Regions from separate parts of the Hordeum vulgare genome. Here region 2 is linked to region 1. A link is a contact called in public Hi-C data. All regions are on one chromosome and are shown on one strand. Each heading gives the region's core, a stretch centred on a gene start, on an enhancer-like site or on the middle of the called end of the contact. The rest is flanking DNA. Distances are from core to core; before and after follow the strand shown. Region 1 has its middle 310 kb from the start of LOC123404370. Region 2 has its middle 110 kb from the start of LOC123404715.

Region 1 (6,911 bases), core at 4,217-6,716:
TGCATGTTAAAAGCAAGTTGATCTGAGCATCAGGTCGAATCAATTAAAATGGTATCCGAGAATACCCCGTTTGAAGTGATATTTGAATTTGATTCAAATCAACTTCAAGCCTAATAAATGTTAGCCATAATAGCATACCACTTTGCATCCTCATGCCATGCTCATGCATCATTTTGTTGCATATGCTTGTTATTGATTGTTCTCACTCTTTTCGGTAGGCTCCGCTCCTCCGGATTGCACCGTATATCCGACTGACGGATATTGTCCCTCCTCTGAGCAACAAGGCAAGCAACCATTTTGATCATCCCGATAAATCCCATGTTCTCGCTCCTGCACTTACTTATTGCATTAGGATCAAATGCTTCAAATGCTTTTGCCACGTTAGTTGAACCCACTTCCTTTGCATGACCTATCCTTGTCACAGTAAATAGCTGAACCTTGCAGCCTAGCATACCTGGTAGTTGCTTGAGCCATGATGTGCCTTATCCTGCTATGCATGCTATGCTTAGAGTTGTGTATGGTCTGTCATCTGGGAGATGAACAGAATTGTGAGAATGTGTTCAGTAAGTAAAGGTTGTGTGTTGAACTTGGTTTGGTAAAGGTACCGGTGAAAGGCTGTGTAGGAGTACATAGCGGGTTGTTTCATTGGAACCGTCCTGAGGAACTGAGTTCCGTGTATGTAATCCAAGACGAGATACTACCACATGTTGGGCCCTGAAACATGACCCCGCTCAACTTATTAATCGCTTAGTACTCGGTCCAGGAGTTCCAAGTAGTTTCTGGTGTTTATAGTCATGCTGGAGGCCGTGCATAGCGCTGACCTGAGAGGTGGGCTGTGATGCGGTAGGCAGTGGCACGGTGTACCAAGTGGCACCCGGATGGTTGGCTTGGGAACCCTGCGCACATCGTTTGAGGCCATGGCGGAAACCTCGGCCGGACTTCCGTGCGGGTTACTCTCAGATAGGCGATAAACCTGGACTCGGTACTAGTGTGGTTAACGGTCGTGGCCGACTCCCTCGCTGGGCTTCCGCTTGAAGGTTGCCGAGGTGCATGACGTGCACATGGCGATAAGTGGCGAGAGCCTGTGTGACGAAGTACACCCCTGCAGGGTTATGATCTATTCGAATAGCCGCCTCCGCGGATATGGACTACTTGGAGACATATGTTGTTCATAGATAACTTCAATGGCTACTCATAAAATTGTCAAGATAAGTGTGAGTGTCGTGGATGGCATTTTCGTATGGAGACGGAATGATTCCACGATAGAGTATTGTTGTGGTGATAGTGGACTCGTGTGCAAGAAATCTAGTTATCAAAACTTGTTTTAAAATGTAAGTTGTCTAGCCACGAGTCAAATGCTGGCTTTCTGCATGAAACCCCATAATTCCTTATTGATACATTGCATGAGTAGATAGTTATCCTAAAGTCTTGCTGAGTACCTCCGTACTCATGTTTGTTTAATAATTGTTGCAGAGGTTGTTAATGACCCTAATGGAGGGTTCTTCCTAGACATCGACGATGACGAGTAGCTGGTGTCCCAGCTACGATCTGGCCCTAGGTTGGGTCTGTAGTATAGTCAGGCCATGTGCCTTCTATTCTCATCTGTCTGTACTCAGACAGTTTAATCACTTCCGCTCGCTTGTAACTGAATGACTGTTATGATGGATCGTGAGACCCTTACTGTGTAATATCATGTGTGTGGCTCTTCCGAGCCTCTTAAATAAAGCTTGTATGTTTATGGTTATGTTGTGATGCCATCGATGTATCTATGCATATCGGTATGCCATGCGTACGTGTGTCGTACTTGATATGTATGGGGTTCGATTACCTAGCCGTAAACTTTAGTAGCACTCCTTACAGGGAAATGCCCCTTTGTGATCCAACGAGCCATGGTAGCTCGCTACTGCTCCGGACACATTGGTTGACCGGCGTGTGTCCTTCTTAGCTGTTGTGTCTGTCCCCTTTGAGAAAATGTCACGCGATGTAATGGAGTCCTTGTAGCTTGCTACGACTCGTCTACATTCGCTGGTGACCGACACCTGCTTTGCTGGGTCATGTATGCCTGTCCCTGTGCGGAACTGCCACTTTGGTTTATGACTAGACATGTCGATCCGGGTTCTTTGTCATTGGAATGCTAGCGACACAGTTGCATACGTGAGTCAAAAGGCGCAAACGGTCCCGCCTCAGGTAAGGCTGCAACCGTGGGGTTAACCGTGCGTGAGACCGCAAAGGGATTCGATGTGTTACAGGCTGGATTCCTATGGCTTAGGATCGCGGTCCCGACATAATGATTTCATGCAAACTCAGCAAATGTACACCTCCTCCAAAGCACCAACCATATTAGATTGTTCCCCAAATACAATAAATGTTTGCTAATTTGGTGTGCCCGCCCAATAAAAATACCAATGTGATGCCTCTTACTCCTTGCATTGTTAGTTTTGTACGGGCTCTTTTTAAAAGTTTATCTATTTCACCCGGTTATGTAGTAAAGTACTTCCAAACATTTAGAAAGAATTCAGTGAAATCTTAAAATGCTCACAAAATTTTAGAGTTACTCATCAGTTTAAAAAATGTCATTAATTTAAAAACGATCATAAAAAATGATATTAGTTCCTAATTATATTTTCAAATTCTAAAAATGTTGACGAAATTTAGAAACTATAAATAAAGTAAAGAACCAAAATGAATTTCAAATTGTTCCCCAAATACAATAAATGTTTGCTAATTTGGGAACAAAAAATTAAACATAAAACCAAAACACCAAAACAGAACTGAGAAAATAAAAATAGAATAACAAATAAGTTTAGCGAATGTTACAGAACGTGCCCAAAACCGGTGCGAGAAATGTATAGAAAAATCAAAATATGGGCCAACCATATTAGATCTGAGCCCTCGGCCGAGTAAGGGGGTGTTTGTTTACAATAAATTTTTGGTGTAGGGACTAAAAGAGTCCCTTTTAGTACCATCTAAACCAAACATGAGGGTCTTTGGGGCCTAAAGAAAGAAGACGCTGAGGGAGAGTCTTTTTGGACTTCTAGAGACTTTTTTCAATAGTGTCCTGGCTTTTAACATGTCATTTAATAACCTCTAGTCCATTACTAGAGGTAACATGATCATTTAATAACGTCTAGTCCATATTTAGTCCCTCAAATCAAAAAGTTAGGGACTAAGGACATTTTAGTTGGGACTAGAAAAATCTAACAACTTTTTAACCAAATAGGGCCTAAGTTTACACGATATCCCCCGACTTACAAAGGGAAAATGCCATTCGCCGTATATTGCGGCAAATAGCGGTGGCTCCGCATATCCCCGATCATATTTGGACCGGCCCAGTTGGCTTCGCCACCGATTTTGGGAACATTCAAGGAGGTTCCCTGAACCAGTTTATTTTCCTTTTTTTTCTTCTTTTTCATCTTTATCGTTTTTATGTTTATGTTTATGTTTCTTTTTTTCGTTTTCTTTTTTCCTTTATTCTTCTCTTTTATTGATTTCTGTTTCTTTATTTCCATGGTTATTTAATATTTTTATAAAATAAGATCATGTTCGACAATTGTTCTTAAAATTCAATTTTTTATTGCTTTTAAAAATATTCTAAATTTCAAATAGTTGCCATTTTTTTAAATAGTTATTACATCAAAAAAGGTTCTAATTTTTTTGAAAATGTTTCTTATTATAAAAGAATAATTTGTATTTTCAAAAAATATACGGTATTTTGCAATTTGTCCTGGATTAAAAATGTTTACAAAATCGGTTGCGCTTTAATATTTGTTCGTAATTTTTCAAAAAATTTCTCGGTTTTAAAATTTATTCTTAAGATTCAAAAACTTTTAGTGCTTTAAAAATTTCTTTGTGCGTTTAAATTTGTTCTCCACTTTAAAAATTGTTCAAAATTGATCGCGCTTCTAAATTTGTTTGCTGTTTTTCAAAATTGTTCTTCGTGTAAAATTTTTATTCTTAAGATTCCAAAAATGTCCCTGCTTTAAAAAATTGTTTGCACTTCTGAATTTTTTCAAGCTTTTTCAACATCAATCTTGGTTTCAAAATTTGTTCTCAAGTTTAAAAAAGAAGTTCACGGTTTAAAAAATTGTTTGCGCTTCCAAATTTGTTTCGCGGTTTTTCAAAATTGTTCTGCATTTCAAAAAATTTGTTCTGAAGACTGAAAAAATGTTTGTGCTTTAAATAATTGTTGGTGCTTCCAAATTTGTTCATTATATTTCACAATAGTTCTTGGTTTCAATAGTTGTTCTCAAGATTCAAAAAATTTCTGTGATTTGAAATATTGTTCACGCTTCCAAATTTGTTCAGAATTTTTCAAAATTGTTCTCGGTTTAAAAATTTGTTCTAAAGATTCAAAATATGTTCATGCTTTAAGAATTAGTTTTATAAAAGGTTCATTATATTAAGAATATGTTTGGTATTTTCAATAAATGTTCCAAATATCAAAGTTTTAGTTAATTATTAAATTACTTTATTGTTCAATTGTTTTTCATAAATGTCAAAAAATGTTTTTGATTAACAAAATGTTCCAAATTTCAAAAATTTGTCGTTCTTCGAACTTTGTTCATAAATTTAGATTTTTTTCAATGTTTCAGAAAATGATCTTCGAATTCCATTTTTTGCCTCAAATTCAAAGAGAAAAAGCGAACCAAAAAAGAAAAGAAAAAGAAATATGCAGAAAAGGAAAAAGCAGAAAAGTAATTAAAAAGGAAATTATCAGGTTTTTTGGGTCAAAAAGAAAACTGGGCAGGCCCAGTTGGGACGACCCTCCGTGCGAGCGAAGGACTCCCTGTCGCAGAATGCGGCACGTAGGAGGTCCACTTGCAAGGGGCTAGAATTATGGAAAAAAAACTCTATTCGCGCTCTCTACGAAGCGGTGTCGGGGTGTAGGTTTCGTACAAAGCGGGAGGGACATCGATTTCAAATGGGCTTCCCAATTTACCGGGGTGCAACACCCCAGTTTTGGGAACATTCTCAGCCGGTTTTTCCGCTTTCGGAAAACTTCTAGAAGGTTCCCTGCACCGGTTTTTTGTTTTTCATTTTTTATTATTTTTCCTTTTCTGTTCCATTTCAAAATATGTTGTGGATTTTCAAAAACTGTTTTTGGGTTGTCAAAAAATGTTTTCTATTTTCAGTGTATTTTCCAAAGTTGTTCTCACTTTCAGAATTTGTTCTAAAGATTCAATTTTTTCTCGGTTTCAAAATTTGTTCTTATCATTTTAAAAGTGTTCATACTTTAAAAAATTGTCTGCGCTTCCATATTTGTTTAGGTTTTTTTTGAAATTGTTCTCCATTTTAAAATTTTTCTCTCAAGACTAAAAAAATGGTCATGCTTTAAGAAATTGTTCGCGCTTCCAAATATGCCCGCACTGTGAGATGCAGGAGTCCCTGCCGCAATGAGCGGCAGGTAGGAGCTCCCGGGCAACTCCTATTTGCCGCCAACGGGTTGCAAATCGTCGGAGAAACGCCCGCAACTCCTATTTGCCGCCAACGGGTCACAGTGCACGGCAGCGCATGCTATGTGTTGTTGCATCAGGTGTTTTGTTTGTATTGTTTTTTTATTTTACTTTTCTGGTTCTTTCTTTTGTTTTCATTTTCATTTTTATTTTTATTCTGTTTTATATTTATCTTTTTCTCCTTTTTATTCTTTTTTGTTTTATTTTTACTGCTTCATTTTCTTGATATTACACAAACTTCATTGCGTGTTACCAAAAAGTTCAACATATACTTAAAAAATGTTCACAGTATATCATAGAAGTTCATCATACATTATAAAATGTTCATCGTATATTATAAATTGTTCAATGAACATAAAGTATTTCCCTATGTTTCAAAAAAACTTTCGGTGGTAGTACACAAATGTTCAGTAAGTATTTAAAAATTGTTCAACGTATATTACAAATGTTCAATGTGTATTCGAAAATTGTCAACATATATTACAAATGTTCAATGTGTATCTAAAAATTGTTCAATTTAAGTTACAATTGTTCAATCCATATTCGAAAAATGTTCAACGCATAAATTTATTTTATTTTCCAAATGTTTATTCTATATTAGAAAATGTTCATCACATATTAAGAAAATTATCAACATGTATTTTTTTGAATATGTTCAACTTTAATCCGATACTTAAGGCTGCAAGTTCGAGTCGCGCGGCAGCTCTTTTCAAACAAAAAATCCCTATTTTTTTGCTCGCGTGTAGTTCAATACCTCCAAATGGGCCCAGTCCATTCATGGCGGCCTTCAGCGAAGGTTCAACAATTTGCCGCTAGCACGCGACAAATAGGAGGTCTTAACTCCTATATCTATACCTACTATTGAAGGACAGATCGATTGTGCCTGTCCGTCCTTGGTCATTTTATAGAAAAGCCCTGCAATTTTAGGTAATCAACCCGCAGTTCAAATCGAACCGGTATGACGGGAAAAAAGCATCCACGGTGTTCTTCTCCCTAGCAGTGCCCAGCCCCGCCAGGGGCGGCCCTGGGGGGGGGACGACTGCCCGGGCCCCCCAAAACCAGGGGGGCCGCAGAAGTATGTGTCACCACTCATTAGTGAGCACCGTACTCAGATCGGGAACCGCTTGGAGGCGCCATGAAACTCAAGAAGCTGTTCGATGTGTCTCCTCGAAGAACAAGGCTAGATTGTTCTTTTCCTTTAGAGCAACTCTAGCAGACCCCCGCATCCCATCGGCCCCAAAACGCGTTTGCAGTTCAGGGAAAACCGCTTTTGCGGGCTGGCTCGGTCGGCCGGAGATGCAAACCCCCCAAACGGACCCGTATAAAAGTATATTCGCCGAATATGCTTTTATACGAGTCGTCTTTTGCGGGGTCTGTTCGGACACGGCCGCGTCGACCCGAAAACAGAAAACGCTCAATTCTCGCATTTGACATAAGTTCTAACAAATAAGTTCAAAT
Region 2 (6,198 bases), core at 2,191-4,690, 630 kb before region 1:
TTCTGTATGTTTGGCTTTGCAGATATGATGTTGGAAATGCAAGGAGTAATCCCACAGTTCTTTATGTGATTTGTTCAGAAGTAAGGGATTTCTGTTTTTAGCATGCTTTGATGAATCTTTGTTACTGTATAATCAATCTCTATAATTTCAATCTCTATAGTTAACGACCATTAGCTAAAAATACTTGTTTGATTACCTATCCAAGGAAAATAATTCAGCTTTGTTGATGAATGCACGTTAGGTAGACTGATGTGGTCTATCTATATATTAACTTGTTGATCTTTTCTGAACTGCAGCTTGCAGAGTAAAAAGTGTTTGACCTTATTAACTATTTTTTTTGTTCTGTGTTTGGTGTGTAAATAATGCAAAACAGAAAATATATGAAATTCATCCGTTCTTTGGCACGGATCTCCCATGGTCGTTTTACAGAGCATTTTTGTCCAACCTCTTCCTGTTGTTTTCATTGAGCATTCTTGTTTGATTCCAATGATAAATTAGGCTTTCTGTGCGGGAATGTGTGAGTTCCCAAGTGTTACCCAACAAATTTCTGTATGTTTGGTTTTGCAGATATGATGTTGGAAATGCAAGGAGTAATCCCACAGTTCTTTATGTGATTTGTTCAGAAGTAAGGGATTTCTGTTTTTAGCATGCTTTGAAGAATCTTTGTTACTGTATAATCAATCTCTATAGTTAACGACCATTAGCTAAAAATACTTGTTTGATTACCTATCCAAGTAAAATAATTCAGCTTTGTTGATGAATGCACGTTAGGTAGACTGATGTGGTCTATCTATATATTAACTTGCTGATCTTTTCTGAACTGCAGCTTGTAGAGCAGAAAGTGTTTGACCTTATTAACTTTTTTTTTGTTCTGTGTTTGGTGTGTAAATAATGCAAAACAGAAAATATATCATTCTCTATTATTTTGGTCTCTGTCAAAAGGCTACATTTGGCCAAAAAAATGCGAATTCTACATCAAATGTAAAAAAGGTTCAAACATGACAATACTACCATGATGTGTGGTTCTGAATATGGCTCAGCTAAAAATAAATAGTCACTCCCAGGATAATGTTGTTCTAGATTATCAGCTCATGTTTGGGTTAATTTTGGAGAGGGGCATAATATAACGGGGTTGTACTCAGGGAAATGCGAACCTCCTATTTTTTCAGCAATCCATGTTTTGCTTTTTAGGTTTTTTTTAGGTAAAGCTTGCTTCTTAGCTTTTGGTTATGACGTTATGTAGAAGAGAGACCATATTTACCCTCCACATAATTGAGTTTTAGATATTATTATTTTTCGCTGCAAGAAATTAGTGTTTATTTCCTTCATTCTCGTTCTACAGTTGTTACCTTTCATCAATCTTTTACCATTTTTCCTTATCTCCTTTGACAGTCTTAGTCATTTTGTTTGTCCCTTTTGTTAGTCTTTTCAATATGTTTTTTCCCTAAAATTTTTCCTCACTTCTCAATGCTGGCAGCGACAAGACTTGGATGAGCGCACAATAGGAGAAGGCGATATGCAGCAAATAGGAATCACATTGTTGCAAGGCACCGACACAACCAAGGAGCCGTGGGTCCTTTGCAAGACATGGCGGATCTAGCTAGTGCGGTATGTAGGCTGTAGATCTAGGAAAGACACTCATCTGCCATTGCTAGGAGGAGTAGGGTTGGTGGATGAAAGATCTGAGTGGTGATCAAGGAACATAGAGGTGGAGGGGATGAGAGAAAGCAGATGGATCCAGGTGCCATGTCACATCCAGGCGAAGGTCAGGGATGAAGAGGATGATGGAAAAGAGGAAAGTAGATCCGTGATCGCCTGATTCTTGCAGCTGACCTTTATTGCCGTCAGCGACGACCATTGGTGACGATGATAGAGCGGTAGTGAACATCTGTTCCTGGCTGGGCTGAGGGCGTCCTGGTGTCGCCCCTTGGAGCGACGAAGGAGCGGGGATCTGCCTCTTTTTATGAAGGCACAACTGTCGTCCAGGAGGAAGGAGCATGAGATAGAATCATGTTGTCAAGTGTGAATGGATATTACATGACATCGTGTTCGACAAACATTTGTCATTTCAACTATTTATTTTTTTAGTATATTTTTTATTATTCCGTGGCAACGCACGAGGACAACTAGTTCTTTTAAAAGCAGGTTAATACCCTGGCATTTTTAATATGAAAGTTTTGTTTATGTATCTTACTTTTACCGTCAACTCATGTAGCGCTGTAGCATCGACATCCATTAGCTATAGCATGACAGTGAGAGTAACCACAACCATATAGGCGCAGTTGCTTTATATGATCTGGTGCAAAGTCTGCTCAGTTTTTTTACCCGAGATCCTTCTTAGTTACAGTAGAGGGAGGAAAGGCTGGAGATCCCGTCCACGTACAGGAAAGAGAGAGAGAGAGAAGAGGTCGAAAAGGAAGAGGGCGACATGAAGGAATTTGTACCGCGGCTGACAAGAGAGAGGACAGAGAAAGAGTGAGACCATGGGTGCGCATTCCAGCTAGACTTCAAGGTCCGTTTTGCAATTGTCCCATCAGATTTCCTCGTAGATGGATCTTGTCTCGTCTTTTAACATCCGATGGCCCTTGAACTGTCGGAGCATTCGGTGCGGAATCAAATTGGTATGGTACTATGCCAAATGCCCTCATCGTTGAGGCTTTTGTTTGTTAGCATGATGTTCTGCTTTGCTGAAGATTCAGGTTGGGGACATCATTGTGGAGTCTGAATTCCTCACCGTTGAGGCTTTTGTTTGTTAGGATGATGTTCTGCTTTGCTGAAGATTCAGGTTGGGGACATCATTGTGGAGTCTGAATGTATAGAGCTAGTAAATCCTGAAGGTAAGGACGACGGATCCGGCTGCAATTTTTCCTCCTAGCAAATTCAGGAGCTTAGGAGCTGTTCGGATTCACTCGGCTCGTTAACTCTGTTGCTGGAGCGAGCGGAGCGGCGCCGAACGGAACAGTTCGGCGGAGCGGCCGGAGCGGAGCAGTCTCCATTGTAGTCTTACGGAATTGAGAAATCGACTCTCCGAGCACTCCACTCCTGCGGAGCGTTGCCCAACAGGGTCTTAGTATTGTGTTTTCTGTTTTTGACACTTTGTCTTTTGTAAAATAAGAAGAGCATGTGTAGTTCTCTGTCCGCCTCCACCTCCCCTCTAGATCCCACCCGATCTCCTTCACCTTCCGTACGACTCCCCTCCCCTCTGCCTCCCCTCGAGTAAATTGCCAAAGACTACCATATTTGAAGCAAATGTGTCCAGTGGCTATCACTTTACGATTATCAGCGAAAAACTACCAAAATTTTATTAATTCGTTGCTAAAAACTATCAAGATTTGTAACTTAGCTCGTTTAATTGTTTTTCTGGCAAGTCGGGCCCACAGGTCAGGTTGACTGTTAGCTTTGACCGTTATTACAGATAGGACCCACACGTCAGACCTTTCTTCCACCTCTCTCCACCCTCATGTGCATTACATCGAACATGTTACGTGCGTCCCTGTGCGTGTCCTCGCCGCCGCCGGCAGGCCTCTTGCCGCCCACCAGCGTCAGTCTTGTCTTGGGCGAGGTGGCAGAGGAGGACGCCAACGACGTGGCCGCGGCCGCGTCGGCGAGGGCGGCTACCTGGAGGAAGACGGACGCCGATGCCCGTGGCCACGTGCATCAAGGCGAGGTTGCGGGTGCTCGTGCGGCTGCGCGGCCAGGTGAAGGGACTGCAGGTGTGAAGGCCGGTGATGTGCGGTTGTGCGGTCAGGTGAAGGGACTGCAGGTGTGAAGGCCGGTGATGTGCGGCTGTGCGGCAAGGCGCGGTGCGGCCGCGGCTTGCTCACGAACAGGCGCAACCCGACGACTACGGTATGCATAACAAGGGAAAAGCGAGAGGGGAGGCGTCTCTCACCACGGGTCGCTGGAGACGACGAGGATGTGATCGGCCCGACGGAGATGGCGAGGCTCGACGCTGCTACGCTCTGCCCGACAGAGAGGAAGCAGAGGAAGAAGAGGTCGTCGGTCTTGGAGTTCCTCGGCTCATCTCTCGGCGGGAACGAAACCGGGGTGGCGTCGTGGTTAGAAGGGACACAACAGGGGAGGCCATGGCCGTGATCTAGGCCGGCGGGAATCCTTGCTCGATCTAGGCCTGGGCCACGGTTCGCGCTACCTCGACCCCGGACGAGGAGGAGGAGGTGGCGTGGGTATGCACGGGCACGCAGCGGGCGACGGCGGCGGCGAGTCCGGCAAGGTCCTTGGCGGCGCGACGCTGAGCGCGGGCTGCGGAGGCGAGCTTGACGGGGTCACGGCGGCGAACGGCTGCGCGGAGGTCGGCGGTATGGCCGTGAAGCGCGAGCAGGGCGGCTAACAGTCAATCTGACATGTGGGCCCGGCTTGCTAGAAAAACGATTAAACGAGCTAAAATGGACAGTTACAAATCTTGGTAGTTTTTAGCAACGGATTAGCAAATTTTTGATAGTTTTTCGCTGATAATCGTAAAGTGGTAGCCACCGGACACATTTGCGCCAAATGTGGTAGTTTTTGGCAATTTACTCGCCTCCCCTTCCACTGTTGCGGGATCCTGGCTGGGCAAAGCCCGTGAGGGGGGATGATGGCGGCGGCGGGGCGTCCCTTCATCGCGGTTTGGAGGCATGGCTGTGATGGTGGATCTTGAGCGAGCGCCTCGGGACGGCGTGTGTTTGGTCATGGCGCCGGTCACGCAGCAATATGACCTCCTCTATCTTTGGTTGTCTTCATCATTGGTCCAAAGGGATCAGCGGATCAAGTGGAGGAGGAGATGGTGGCCTAGCTGCTGAAGTGGGTGAGGATACCACCATCGTCGGCGGCACCTGTGGGTGTCGTTTTGCTCGTTGGAGGCGATGATGGGGGCGTCCCTCGCTTCATTGTTTACGGGGGAAACCGCATATCTGGAGGAGGCTACCATTGACGGCGACGCGCATGGGTGTCATAGCCCTCGTTGGAGGTGTTGAGGGGCCTCCTGGATCGGATGATGGCAATATCTTCGTCATCACCCCCGTGAGGGCTTCATCTTTGGAGACATTCATCGGTTGGACGAACATGAGGACGACTTGGTGGTTGGGCGTTGGTAGGTGGTGGAGCGGTGCTTCATCCTACACATCGATGGCGGCGAATCTCGGCGGCATGGCGCAGTGGAGACTCGGTGTTCGATGGGTGGCGATGGACTCGAGGACGACGTTGTGTGGCGTTGTGGTGGCGTTGATGGCAGAGAGGCATGGCAAGGTCAATGTGTGAGTATCTGATCTGAAGATGGATCGATGGGTGAAGGAGGTAACAGCCTTTGCAGCATGCGCATGTGGTGCCCACTGAAAGTACGCCGGACCGGTGTATAAACCAGTCCAGGTATTATGACTTGGATGTTAGGTGTTGATGTGATATCCAGTATTAGGCTTAAATATTCGACACTCATTCATCACGGGGATAAAAATAATGATCGGTGTTATTAAGATGATGGCTTTAAATTTACTAATGTATTACATTGTAAAATAGTAATTAATAAAATAGTTGCATACACCTTCGAGATGCAGAGCCCCATACATCCTCCTTTTGAAAATAAAACGAGAAGCCAATATGCAGCTCACCAACAGCTAAATTTACCCATTGTACTAGTCGAGATTGTGTGTGTGGCTGTCCCAAGCTCCTTGCAGTGTAGGTGTAGCACCCTGTATTTAGCAACGGTGTAAAACTTGCTATGTACTGACTCTGACTGTCCCTAGGTAATGTGGCCTTTTTGCTGTATAATTTGTCTGCTTCTGTACTCTGATGTGATTGTGATGTTCTCCAATGTAAAAGCCTTATCAGTACAGCGGATCCACAAAAAAGTTGTGTCCAGAGCACTTTGGTACAGTTACAAAACAAGAGCACGAAAGTAAAAAACAGTGATTTGTAAAGTTCTTTTCAGTTTTCATCGACAGACCACAGTTGAAAGAATAATGCTACATATACCGAGAATTAAATGCAAAAATTAATGAGAAATTTTATTTAGAAGCGCAGCATGATGGACATCCCGGCTTGCATCATCTCTTCTCATGCATGCATGCATGCAATGATGTTATGAGATTCGTTTTAAATGATCGAAATTCAAAAACTTTTATCTCTTAAACCATTAATTCGATCGATGATCCGTTTTCGCCGTTGACTTTGTTTCGATGAAATCTTCAAAACTAGATCCCATGTCGA

What was found. Hi-C and Micro-C count contacts between places; a contact is called where the count stands out from the background.
Region 2: a Hi-C map of leaf shows a contact between it and region 1, with 2.6 times the contacts expected there. The contact joins two enhancer-like sites. A contact is called at or near these places in 2 of 6 Hi-C or Micro-C datasets (leaf and seedling).

The regions. Positions count from the first base shown.
Region 1 is chr6H:165,467,691-165,474,601 of MorexV3_pseudomolecules_assembly, reverse strand. No RefSeq gene overlaps it. Among protein-coding and RNA genes, the nearest start is that of LOC123404370, 310 kb to the right of the region's middle. Within about 2 kb of position 5,466, at least 2 of the 3 cell types and tissues checked have open chromatin away from gene starts, as enhancers often do. A contact at or near this core is called in leaf, where this site is marked.
Region 2 is chr6H:166,094,708-166,100,905 of MorexV3_pseudomolecules_assembly, reverse strand. No RefSeq gene overlaps it. Among protein-coding and RNA genes, the nearest start is that of LOC123404715, 110 kb to the right of the region's middle. Within about 2 kb of position 3,440, at least 3 of the 3 cell types and tissues checked have open chromatin away from gene starts, as enhancers often do. A contact at or near this core is called in leaf, where this site is marked.